Regions from separate parts of the Sus scrofa genome. Here region 1 is linked to region 2. The links are chromatin contacts, called in public promoter capture Hi-C maps. All regions are on one chromosome and are shown on one strand. Each heading gives the region's core, a stretch centred on a gene start, on an enhancer-like site or on the middle of the called end of the contact. The rest is flanking DNA. Distances are from core to core; before and after follow the strand shown. Region 1 holds the start of FUK (L-fucose kinase). Region 2 holds the start of EXOSC6 (exosome complex component MTR3).

Region 1 (6,507 bases), core at 1,405-3,904, 170 kb before region 2:
ATACAAGGTGACAATGAAATGGTGGCGTTGATGATGACAGCCACTATGCGGGAGCTCACCCAACGACTCTGACCCACAGTTAAGACATTATGATTTTTTTTTCTTTTTTTTTTTTTTTGTCTTTTGTCTTTTTGTCTTTTGTTGTTGTTGTTGTTGCTATTTCTTGGGCCGCTCCCGCGGCATATGGAGGTTCCCAGGCTAGGGGTTGAATCGGAGCTGTAGCCACAGGCCTACGCCAGAGCACAGCAACGCAGGATCCGAGCCACGTCTGCAACCTACACCACAGCTCACGGCAACGCTGGATCGTTAACCCACTGAGCAAGGGCAGGGACCGAACCTGCAACCTCATGGTTCCTAGTCGGATTCGTTAACCACTGTGCCACGACGGGAACTCCGAGACATTATGACTTTTCATCCCCCCAACACCACTGCCAAGTAAGTAAATATTCTGTCCATTTTAGAAATGCTAGTAGGTGCTACAGCCATGAGTGGAACCTGGGTTTCTCAGCTTCTTATTTAGGTCATGGTGATGCTGATGTTTGACCCTAAGCGAAGGTGATAAAAGAGAGCAAGAAAGAAATACCCCAAAGAGAGCCCAAAGGTCCGAGCCTTATAGTGACTGGTCGTGGAACAGTGACTGAGACAACTGGGCAGATGACAAGTCATGGGCAGAGAAGGGAGGACAGCACAATCTGGACTGTCCTCTATCAGAGATTGGGGCAGAGGGGTGTTCCGGTTGTGGCTCAGTGGTTAGCAAACCCGACTAGCATCCATGAGGACGTGGGTTCAGTCCCTGACCTTGCTCAATGGGTTAAGGATCCAGTGTTGCTGTAAGCTGTGGTGTAGATCACAGATGCAGCTTGGGTCCTGAGTGGCTGTGGCTGTGGCTGTGGCATAGGCCTGCAGCTGTAGCTCCAATTCAACCCCTAGCCTGGGAGCCTCCATATGCCGCAGGTGCAGCCCTAAAAAGACAAAAAAAAAAAAAAAAAAAAAAAAGAGAGAGAGAAAGAGAGATTGGGGCAGAGGAATAGTCTTAGGCTGAGAATCAATCCCCAGGGGTCAGTTCTCATCTCTGCCTCTTCCTGTGTGATCCTGAGCAGGTTACTTAACCTCTCTGATCCTCAGTTTACTAATCTGAAAACTAGGGCCAAAGATACTAACCTCCTAGGACCGTTGCATTAAATAAGACATAAAATATGTGGCACAAAGCAGGAGCTCAATGAATAGTAGTTCTTTCTAGTGGGGGAAAGCAGCAGGAGAGTAAAACCTGACCCTAAAGCAGGTTGGAGTGAAGGCTCTGAAATACCCTCTGGGTCAAAGATGCCCCTAAAGAAGAAAAAACCCAGAGAAGGCCTGGAGAAATCAGCCAAGACCAGGTAGCCTGCCTTGCCAGATCAGCCTAAAGGGTGTTTTGAGAACACAAAAGATGGAATAGCACCAGTAGCTTAAAGAGTGTCTTTTCTGGGCACTATACCAAAGACACGCTGAAGTATTAGCTCATGTGACCCACTCAATGGCCCTATGAGTTGAATTTTACCACACTTACATTGTACATCAGGGAACAGTAGCTTAAAGAAATGAAATCATCTGCCCAAGGTCACATACAACTAGTACAGGTAGGTCAGGTGTCCAACTAACTCCAAGGTTCATATTCTTACCTAGCCTGTAGAAACAGACATCTCTCCTGGAGTCTTTACCCTCTGTCACACCTGACATCTGCACAGAACTCTTAGAGAATACAGGCCTCTATTCCAATATTGTGCACACTTCCAACAGAACTTAATCTACTGAGGCCAATTTCAAATAGTTTTTACTGTCCTCAGCCACACGCTGCCAAAATCAGGACAGGGAAGGGGAGCCAGGAACAGAATAAAACAATAAGGCTTCTTCATATTTGCTTTTTGAAGAGAGGTGGGGCATGGATTTTGCACTTTAGAGCTTTAAAGGGAAAAAACAGCCTCAGGAAGGGATCTGATTTGCCTTCTAGGAGGAAAAACAGGCAGAGTAAGGGTGACTGGGAGTAAAATTGCATTGCAAATTACACAAACGGCATATAATTGAGATTTGTGGGTAATGACGAGCCCCGATGGGGTAAACTGAGGCAGGAGAAGTGACCTCAAAGCAACCACCAGCGCTGGCATCCAGCGCCCCACCTGCCTGTCGTTCCAATCTTGGGCGTCCCCAGAAACACCCAGACCAGCGAATAGAGGGACCATACAGACTCCCCCTACAGCAAGTAGGAGACGGGGGTGCCAGCAGAGCTCCCGGAAACTATTACCTATCAGAAACCAGCCAGCGGCTCAGCTCAGTCCCCGCGGGTCCAAAAGTGTGGGCTGGGAAGCAGCTGCGGTACTGGGGTGTGCAAATGCTGGGACCCACAGGGACCTACAGCATACCTGCCTCCTCCCGGCGCTCGGCGCAGGGGACTTTTTAAGGCGAGGCTGTGTGTGCCTTCGCTGAGCACCCTGGGAAATGTAGTTTCAGCCCTCCTCCAGCCTTGGCTTGTCCGCCCCCAAAAGACGACCTCTCAGCTAACACAAATGGCAAACGGAGGTGGTCAGGGCACCGCTTTCCTAAAGGGCAGTGAGTCTTCACTTCGAGAAGGGGCGTGACGGGGAAAAGGGAGCTCCGCTGGGCAGCAAAACTACAACTCCCAGAGGAACGAGTGCGTCTTAAAGACAAAGCTCTTTTTCCGGAACTCCGGGTTTCAGGTTTGGATTTTGTTTGTTCGTTCAACCCCGTGGCCCGGACGTGGGGCCGCGGTTTTTCTACGAAGAGGAGGGAGAAGAAGAAGAAAAAAAAAAAAAATCTAACTGGGAGGGGAAAAAAGCCACAAGTGTCGTTCGAGCGTGAGCGACTACGGTTGGATTGGCAATTGGCCATGCTCTCGCGGGTTCATCACGTGAAAGTTTCCGGTAGAAACTTTCTAACTCTCTAGTGGGAAGATCTGTGGATCTTCTGGAAAAGTTATGAATGGCAGTATTGTTTGTAGTGGCGGAAATTTGGAATCTTTCCCTCTGTCTCTTTCTAGGGTACTGGAAAAATAAACTAGGCACATCTATGCTATGGAATACCATGCAGCAGTCAGAAATAATGAGCTAAATCTGTAGGTACCATAGAGAAAGATGTTCGCCACAGTTTGTAACAGAACATTATGCATGGGAAGCTACTCATGTCAAAAATAATGTATGTGAGGGCCTAGGGTTAAAGAATACAGCGTTGTCACTGCTGTGGTTGGGCTTCTATCCCTAGCCCAGGAACTTCCCCATGTTGCAGGCAGAGCCACAAAAATAAATATGTATCTGGACACATAGGACATAAGAACAGGAACAGGACTGGAAGGAGACTGCCAAGGACGGAGATAAACAGGGAGAACTTGAGCTTTATTTGTATTGTTTGAATTTTTCTTATGAGAATTACTTTCCAAATCTACTGTTGTTAATGGTGAGCCTGAGAGGCCCAAGTGGTCAGTCTCAGAGAAGATGAGGGATTCTGCTCTAACTGTAACCTTGGCCAGTCACTTGGCTACTCTGTGTCTTTTTGTCTTCATCTGTAAAATGTGTTAATACTAGTATCAAATGCAAAAAAAAAAAAAATACTAGTATCAAATGCCTGAACTTGCTAGGAGGATAAACTAAGTAACTGCTTAGAGTTGCCTGGTGGCTCATTGGGTTAAGGATCTGGCATTGTCACTCCTGTGGCTCAGGGTCGCTGCTGTGGGGTAGGTTTGATCTCTGGCCTGGCAACTTCTGCATGCCTCTGGCTTGCCCCCCACCCCCCTGCCACAATAAAAGGTAAATGCTTGACTCCACAGTAAATGCTCCAAAAATGTTAGCCATTATTACAATGATTGTTGTTATTATTCCCATGTAGCCCCATTAAGGCAGGATCTGTGGTTTGTTTTCTCTTGGAGCCTCAGTCACTAGAACGTGGCTAGGACATTGCAGGTAGTTAAAATAATGTTAAATGAAGGAAGGAATAAAGATCAATCCCCTCCTCAGCTCCCACCACCCTACTTCCTCCCCTAAACGTCTCTTCTTCCTTCAGTCCTCAACCGCTGGTGTCATCCCCTCTCGTCGTCACCAGGTCCCATCCTTCTTCTCCCACTTCAGCACTTGCTCTTTTTTTCTGTGAACCCAGGAGGCCTCCAGGGAAGTGATAAGCTGCCTCCCATTGCTGCTGTACTCAGCAATGCAGATCCTGGCTCTGCAGTGGAGTGGAAGGCAGGGATGCCTGCAGCTGCAGCTTTGGTGGGAGCTCAAGGAAAACAATGAGTTCCAAGGAGCTGGAGGCGAAGGGCTTCACCCTGTCTCCTAGGGCAGGGATGTGGGCCAGATGAAGGAGTGGCTCCAAGGCCTCGAGCAAAGTTACTCACAGGTTTATTTAATAATCTAAACCCCTTGGTGAAATCTGTCAGCAGCAGACAAAAAAAAAAAAAAAAAAAACCAAACACATGTAGTTTATCTGTGTATAGACCCACTGTCTGCGGTAGACAGAGCCATTAAAAAAACATTCTGGGGAGTTCCCATCATGGCTCAGAGGAAATGAATCTGACTAGTATCCATGAGGATACAGGTTCGATCCCAGGCCTTGCTCATTGGGTTAAGTGTCCAGCGTTGCTGTGAGCTTTGGTGTAGGTTGCAGACACGGCTCACATATGGCATTGCTGTGGCTGTGGTGTAGGCTGGCGGCTACAGCTCCAATTTGACCCCTAGCCTGGGAACCTCCCTATGCCATGGGCGTGGCTCTAAAAAGACAAAATAAATAATTAATTAAAATGACACTACTTTAAAAAGAAATTCTTGAGTTCCCGTCCTGGCTCAGTGGTTAACGAATCTGACTAGGAACCATGAGGTTGCAGGTTCGATCCCTGGCCTTGCTTAGTGGGTTAAGGATCCGGCGTTGCCGTGAACTGTGGTGTTCACGACGACGCCACTCAGATCCCGCATTGCTACAGCTCCGATTAGACCTCTAGCCTGGGAACCTCCATATGCTGCAGGTGCAGCCCCAGAAAAGGAAAAAAGACAAAAAAAAAAAAAATCTGATGCAGTAATATAGGGTAGATTCTAGTGGTTAAATAGAGAGTTTGGAATTAAACAAATCCTTCCCACTTTCTCATCACTTTCTGACAGTATGAGCAAGCCACTCAAATTATTTGAGTCCAGTTTTTCCTCGGAAAAATACAGGAGTATTTGCCATTGTTGGAAGTATTCAATGAGTTAATATACATGAAGGGTCTGGCACAGTGCCTGGCAGAGAGTAGGCATCTAACTTCCTTATTGAACTATCATGCTACTAGAGTGTGAGGGTGCAAGTCTAAAGGCTTCTTGGAGGAGGTGTAATCTGCAGGACCCTGCATGAGATGTGTGGCTGCTGCTGATATCAGGGAATCCCTCTGGGAGCCAGGATTACCCACGGGGTATCTTAGATTGAATTCCCTAGATGCAGAGCCTGAGAAAGGGATTCTTGTGCAAACAATTTATTAGGGCAGTGAGGGAGGCATAATAGGCCAGAGGAAGAAGTCAGGCAAAGAGGTGGGTACAGCTAAATTTAGCCTCAGTCTGATCCTATGGGGAGCTCTGGAGCACAAAATGCACCACCAGTTTTCTCCCTCTTAGAGGCGAGGGAGCTGGACTTTGTTCCCCACTTCAGTCATTCATGGGCTGTGGGACAAGGAGAGGTGGAGAAAGGAGGAGCTTACCTTCCCAGTCATCTCCAGGCAAAGCAGCCCACAGGGACTGATAACAAATCTCCAGAGAAGGGTGGAGCTATGAGATGGTAGCAGCCGAGCCTCACATCACTGGGAAAGGGTGTACATCCCTGTAAAGGGATATAACCAAGATCGTTCACGGCAGGGGGCCTGGCAAAGAGCATTCCTGGCCCAGCAGGTTAAGGACCCCATGTCTCTGTGAGGACGCAGTTTTTCTGTCCCTGGCTCTGCTCAGTAAGTTAAGAATCTGGTGTCGCTGCCACTGCAGCATAGGTGCAGATGTGGCTTAGATCCAGTGTTGCCCGCAGCTGTGGCATGGGCCACAGCTATAGCTCTGATTTGACCCCTAGCCCAGGAACTTCCATATGCCACAGGTGCAGCTGTAAAAAGAAAAAAGAAAGAAAAAAAAAAGAAAATGGAGAGAGGATATTAAATGCTCCTACTGGGTCTTCCAAGGAGAAATTTAAGTAGCTGCTATGGTTTTAAATACTCAAAACCTTAACCTAGGAGTTCCCTGATGGCTCAGTGGGCTAAGGATCTGTGTTGTCACTGCTATGGCTCAGGTCGAGGCTGTGGTTCAGTTCAGTCCCTGGCCCAGGAACTTTCAGATGCCTCGAGTGTGGCCAAAAACAAACAATCATACAAATAAAACCAGACCTGATAGTATAACCAAATAATGAACCCTTTCTGGAGAGCTATGATGTGTACTTTATCATTAAGTGGCCACTCTTCCCCAAAGCCTCACGTGCCTTTGCCAAATATCTTGTGCAGTATTTTCCAAAGAGTACTTCTATAGG
Region 2 (6,434 bases), core at 199-2,698:
AGGAAGGAATCATTTTTTGCTGCAGAGAATAAAAGGACCATGTGCAATACTTGATAATGCCACATGATCGCTTCTCTCCCTTCCCTCCCGCACATCCTACCCATAGGCACCCCTGGTGTGAGAGCCTGTGGCTCCCCGGGTGTCTGTAGAATAAGTGCTCCAACTGGCTTCTGGTTGCAGCCATTGCCAAGTCTAGCCCTAGACCCCTGAACTTTGGGAATAATGGCTCAGGACTTACATGTAGAGGTGGCCCACAGAATAGGGGGGTTAGATGAAGAGAGGCATTCATCATTCAATGGAAGGTGATTCAAGGGATTATTGGAGGCAGAGAGAATCTCCTTGGAGCCTCTTGTAGGAAAACCTTTCCATTTCTTAGGCCCATATCCCTCTTCCTCTTGGTGTGCAGGTTGGGTGTAGATCAGAAGCATTCTTTGGTATAGGAGGCATTTAGGGTAGATCACTTGCTTCCCTCCACTCCTTTGCCTGTCCCCTCATTCCTGGTTCCAGGACTTAAAAGTTGGACATTGAGGATGGAGACTCTGACCTGGTTTGCCCCTTCACCCAAGTCTGAAGACAGCTAGGTTTGGAAGCAGCAGTGTATAGTAGTTGGTTGTGCCCCCTCTGGCTGATTTCCAGTCCACTGGGTACAGCAGGCTGGCTCTGAGGCCGAGGGTCATTTCTCAGTCCTGCTGACTTTGGAGAGAGGAGGAAAAGCAGGTCTATGGCAGCTGAAGCAGCAGAGGCCAACAGTCACAAGGCCTGGGAATGAAAGGCTGTTCTCACACGGAGTTATGAGAGCTAGGTAGAAGGAAGGTGCTGAGGCCCTGACTGCAGCAGCTGCATGCCTGGTATGGAGTGTCAGGGATACAAAGAACTCACAATCCAGTGCAGGAGACAGTTCCATTTATTCATTAGCAAGCGTTTATGCCAGCCAGGGCACTGACAGTACAGCAGTGACCAAGACAAAAGGTCACTGCACTCTTAGGCAAGGCAGTAGGAAACAGAAAATTGTCACACGGGAGTTCCAGTTGTGCAGTGGGATCATTGGTGTCTTGGGAGCGCTGGGACCCTTCGATCCTCAGCCCAGCACAGTGGGTGAAGGATGTGGTGTTGCCACAGCTGTGGCTTTCGTTGTGACTGGCTGATCCCTAGCCCAGGAACTCCACATGCTGTGGGATGGCAAAAAAAGAAAACAAAAAACAAAAAAATAATCATACAAATAAATGCAAAATTAAAATGACTACAATTTCACATCGGCTAAAGGTCGGCCAAGCAGGTCTAGGTCCCACTTCTGCAGGCCTGCCTCACAGCCACCCAACCACGAAGCACCTGGTGTCCTCGCTGCTGCCTGGGGCTCTACAGCGCTCGCCGTTCTCCCTCCGGGGCGGCAGGGGTCAGTGCAGCGCCGCCCGCTGCTATCCCGACAGCCCTCGCGCGGGCGCGCGACTTTAAGCGAGCGGAAGAGCAGGCGCGCGAGGCAGGACGGGCGGAAGTGGCTTGTACTCTAGGTGCTGCCATGCCCGGGGACCACCGCCGCATCCGCGGGCCTGAGGAGTCGCAGCCGCCGCAGCTGTACGCGGTCGGCGAGGACGAGGAGCCAGCCGCCCGTGACCCGACGCGGCTGCGGCCCGTGTACGCGCGCGCCGGGCTACTGAGTCAAGCCAAGGGCTCGGCCTACCTGGAGGCTGGAGGCACCAAGGTGCTGTGCGCCGTGTCCGGCCCACGCCAGGCCGAGGGCGGCGAGCGCGGCGGCGGCCCGGCCGGAACGGGCGGCGAGGCCCCGGCCGCGTTGCGGGGCCGCTTGCTCTGCGACTTCCGCCGCGCGCCCTTCTCGGGCCGACGGCGCCGCGCTCCCCCAGGCGGCGGCGAGGAGCGTGAGCTGGCGCTGGCGCTGCAGGAGGCGCTCGAGCCGGCCGTGCGCTTGGGTCGCTACCCGCGCGCGCAGCTTGAAGTGTCGGCGCTGCTGCTCGAGGACGGCGGCTCGGCGTTGGCCGCCGCTCTCACGGCCGCCGCGCTCGCCCTGGCCGACGCGGGCATAGAGATGTACGACCTGGTGGTGGGCTGCGGCTTAAGCCACACTCCTGGGCCCGCACCCACCTGGCTGCTGGACCCCACGCTGCTCGAGGAGGAACGCGCCGCCGCCAGCCTCACCGTGGCGCTCATGCCGGTGCTTAACCAGGTGGCCGGGCTGCTGGGCAGCGGGGAGGGTGGCCCGACAGAGAGTTGGGCAGAAGCCGTGCGCCTGGGTCTCGAGGGCTGCCAGCGCCTCTACCCAGTTCTGCAGCAGTGCTTGGTACGGGCCGCCCGCCGGAGGGGCGCCTCCGCGCCGCCTTGAACCATAAGTGTGAGCAACGACGCCGAGGAGCAGGCTACCGCTGTCGCCGAAAGAACCCGAGCCGTCGGCTTGCAGACGGCGCTGAGCCAAGAACTAGAGCCCGGGAGAGGATCTGGGAAAGTGCGCTCAGAACTGATGTGCCGGACAGCTGTGTTTTTTTTTTTGTTGTTTGTTTTATAAACTATCGTTTAAGAAACTTTTCTAATTGGGTTGGCGCTCAGCTACGACCCAGTTGAAGAAACCTGCTACTGCAGTCTGATTTCCAAGGTGGAAAGGACTTTAGGTGGACTTGCCTGAAAAACGGGAACCTGCAGCTAGTGCCTTGTGAGGGATGGACCCTGTGCGGGCCACTTAGTGACTGTCTCCTATCTAATGGGCCTGCTTTTGAGATAATAGACAAGGGGGTTGTGTCTTCCCACTTCTATCTGAACTAAAACAGAAATTCTTTTATAGCTGAAAAGTTCTTCTGTTGTTCTTCTTGGTACAGGATAGAGCAAGGCTCTCCTGAGCTGTGTAGTGTGTTCTTGGACTCAAGGCTTGGGACAGTATTATTTTAAATGTGTCCTGGTGTCCCTGGTCCAGTCTTGGTTCCTGGAAGAGGACATTTGACTGCCAAGAGTGAGAGTTTCTGAATGTTGGGAAACTAGATGCAGCCTGTTCCATTAGGGCAGAGCTGGCCTGTCTGACCACAAGGGTGGACTCGTCCCTGTGTGGCTCCGGAGCGCTGTGGGTTTGTGCTCAGGTCTGGATTGGAGAAAGGCCTGGCAGCCTGTTCTCCTCTGCCCTGACTTGGTGTGAGCTTCTGAGCTTGTGTGTCTCCGAGGCCTGCTCAGCTTCTCTAGAAAGGGGCAGTTGAGAGACTGTAGTGAGGCTTTGAGACTACACTAAGGACCCCTGACCAGGGAAAAGAAAATTTTATTTCTCCTCAGTGACATATTTTTCCAAAGCAGATCTGAAATATGTAAGATCACACCAGCAAGAGACAAGGTAGAAACAACATAAAAGTGATACTCCTGCTGAGACCCAGAGAGGACAGGTAAGGCTTTGGCGAGGGGCGGGGAGAAGCAGCTAGGGAGGTACCTGTAGTCAGAGGGCTGGTGGTGCTCCCAGGGGGGCCCTTTCCAGCTGCCTCTTAACAGGAGTGGCCTCAACTTTATGAGAATGGTGAGCTGGTGCTGGGCACTTGGAGGGCTCCTTCCTTCCCCGCTAGCCCCCAGATGGTCATCTGGAAACATGATCCTCAAGCTAAAGTCAGCACTGGGGGGAGGCTTCCCAGCTGGACTGGCTGAGCCATGCCTCCACTTCTTTGCGCTTGCTCCAGCGTGGGTGCTACTCAAGGCAGGGGATAGGAACCGCCGAAGAAAGTGCCTGGAGCTGATGAGACTGGGGGAGTTCCAGCCTTCTACTGGCTGCCCTCCTGGTCTGATGCGTGATTCTTTACCTGTAGAAGAAGCAGAAGCAGGACTTTAGCCCAGAGGGCTGAGAGGCAGGGTATGACTAGGAAAAGGAGGTTCAAATGCTAACACCTTCTAGTCTCCCATCCCCACCTCCCTTTCTTGGCAGCTTTGGCCTCAGTGCTACTGTAGACCTGGAAACCCAGAACCATCAGACAGAAGAAGGCATTTTTCTCCACCTAGCTCAGTCTTGCCTAGATGTGACTCAGTCTTGGGCGGCAATAAGGGTTACCGTGGAGCCCAGCAGGCCAAGGGGCAGCCAGAGCTGGCAAGTGGAGGAAAGGTAGCTCCTCACTGCGAATCCCCCAGCAGCCCTGGCCTTGCTGAGATGACCCCAACAGCGGTAGGGGCTTGGCCTGCCTCAGGGACCATCAATAGGAGAGGAGGATGTGTTAGGGCAGGGAGCACTCGCACCCTTTAACGCTGCGCAGAGGGCGCATATCAGATCCTGGCTGGGATGGGCTCAGTCTGGGAAGGTCGGTGTGCTCCTGCTTTTCTGGGGCACATGATACAGTGCAGAACAGCCCAAAGACCCTGGGGTCGCGGGTTGAGAGGGGCAAGCTTACCAGATGGTCCTCAGGCAAGGAGTTGGGGACCATGAGGCACACCTGTGATAATCCCTCTATAATGCTCAGCGCTCCTTCTCCACCAACTTTCCAGGAGGAGAGGGTGTTTTAGCCCAGAACTGGTTCAGCTCCCCAGCAGTAGCCCCTGGTCCACTTGAGCCATTGCAGCCCAAATTAAGAGGGCAGGGCCCCATCTTCTGGGCACTGCCTGTGATGGAAGTCATGTGTCTCTTGCACAAACCCAAGATCCTCCTTGCTCACAGGGAGGCCATAAGGACCCAAACATAAGGCTGAGGATGGGGGTGGGGGCGGCACCAGGCCACTCACTGCCTCCTTGGGGTCTTCTGGGTCTGTGATCGGGGAGCTGTCTGCCTCTGGATGGGTCCTCTGGCCTGTAGGCTCCTGATGAGGTTCTACGGTTCTGTATGAGGGACCCTTACTCCTGGAGCTCCGGTTCTGTTCGCAGTCCTCCGTCCCTGTACAGGGAGGGTCACTGGTCAGTGGATGGGTTTGAAGACCCCAGCTAACTCCAAAGAGGCCACTTGATACCCAGCACTCGTCTAGGGTTTCTAGGACTCGAGAGGACAAGATGGGTTGGGACACTGCTCTGGCTCCAGACAGCTGCTGAATGGCTGGGGGTCTTAGAACTATCCAGAAGTCAAAAGGGTCCTCAAGCAGCAGGAACACCCAGGGATAGTAGGGGAAGTGCACTCCAGGGAGGGTGAAGAGGAGCCCTGCAGATAGGGAAAGACGAGGCAGGATCCCAGGACCTTCAGGAGTGGAAAAACCTGAGCCTGCTAAGAGTGTGTCCTGGGCCTACACTGGGGGGTGTCTGACCTGGAAGCTGGTCCATCTGCTGGTCCATGCGGTCCACAGTCTCCAGCAGGTGATCCACCTGGGCTTTGATCTGGCTCAGCTCTCCTCTGATGGAGTGCAGCTCCTCAGTCTGGACTGTTGGCAGAGGGGCCAGAGTTTGTGCCCCACCAGGCTCAGGAGGCAGAAGGCAGTGCTGCCAGGACTCCTTAGCCTGCGAAGGGCACGCCAGCTCCCCCAGCCCTGCAGGTGACGGCTGTGCCCCCTCACTCACGCTTTATCTGCCCTGCAGGCAGTTGACTAGTCCTGGGAGCCTTGTGGGGACTAAAGCTGTGCTTGACCCCCGGGCCCACGTGGGTCCCCCGGATCTTGGTAGGTGCACGGTTGATTAGTGGAGGGATCCTTTGGTAGTCACACACCCTGTGGGGACAGGACAGAGAGATGTCAGGCCAACCAGCCCAACCTGCTTCCCCGAGAGGACCGAGGGGGCAGGACCCGCCTACCTGTAGGGGAATTCTTCCCTGTACAGCTCGTAATCCAGATCGTAGTAGCTGTTGCAGTAGAGAAAAATGGGGGAAGGGTCACTGTCGAGGACCGGAATCCTCGCCCAGATTCCAGCTTATATGGAGAAACTGAGGTATGCAGCTTTTTCTTAGAATCCCAGGGATCTCCACCAGAAGTGCTCCTAGGGACTTGACCCAGGTCACTTTAGGAGGCCACAACAAGCCAGCTTCCTATAGCTGGCCTCTGACGGGGCATCTTCTGAGTGGCAAGAGGGGGCAGTTGCCCACGGGTTTCTAGATAGCCAGATCTGGGCTCTCCAAAGGCTCCCCTGCCTGACCCAAGCATTGCTGGGCTTATTCTGGTTCTTAGTCTGGCAAAGGATGAAAGGGAAGAGTTAAATCAGGGCCCAAAGTCACAAAGCAGGTGTGAGAGCCTTTAATCCTTGCGTAGGAATGGCCAGGATGCAGAGCCCAGCACTGGCAGGGCCGGCCAGGCCACCTTCCCCTTGGCTCCAGTTCCCAGGCTGCCACTGCCTGCCCTCACCCCAGCTCTCAGCACCGTGCACCTCCAAGAGAATTGGTGCCCAAGGGCAGACTGGGTCCAGCCTAGGCAGGAAGGACCTGTGGGAATACAGCTGCAAGTTTAGGTTCAGCCTGAGGCTAGGTCTGGGGCGAGTGAGGAGTTGAGGGGGACGTGAGGGGCTGCAAGCCGGGGGCAGCAAAGTTTCTGAAATGACATTCTGGTACTGTGTGTCCAAGTCCT

Evidence for each region. Promoter capture Hi-C pulls out the DNA fragments that hold promoters and counts their contacts.
Region 1: a contact with region 2 is called in a promoter capture Hi-C map of liver, with 2.8 times the contacts expected there. The contact joins the promoter of FUK here to the promoter of EXOSC6 in region 2. A contact is called at or near these places in 2 of 5 promoter capture datasets (fetal liver and liver), 1 of 47 Hi-C or Micro-C datasets (heart right ventricle) and 1 of 2 datasets of contacts at active chromatin or transcription factors (alveolar macrophages).

What each region holds. Positions count from the first base shown.
Region 1 is chr6:13,467,918-13,474,424 of Sscrofa11.1, reverse strand. FUK (L-fucose kinase) reads right to left here and starts at 2,654. Exons shown (of 24, transcript XR_002344515.1): 1 at 2,279-2,654.
Region 2 is chr6:13,291,956-13,298,389 of Sscrofa11.1, reverse strand. It overlaps EXOSC6 (exosome complex component MTR3), which reads left to right and starts at 1,448. Exons shown (of 1, transcript XM_021093792.1): 1 at 1,448-2,799. The coding sequence starts at 1,517. The coding sequence ends at 2,335. It overlaps AARS (alanine--tRNA ligase, cytoplasmic), which reads left to right. Exons shown (of 23, transcript XM_021093791.1): 23 at 1-54. LOC100525750 (RNA-binding Raly-like protein) reads right to left here. Exons shown (of 7, transcript XM_003126878.3): 3 at 5,672-5,719; 4 at 5,443-5,588; 5 at 5,193-5,306; 6 at 4,683-4,831; 7 at 3,221-3,776. The coding sequence ends at 3,738.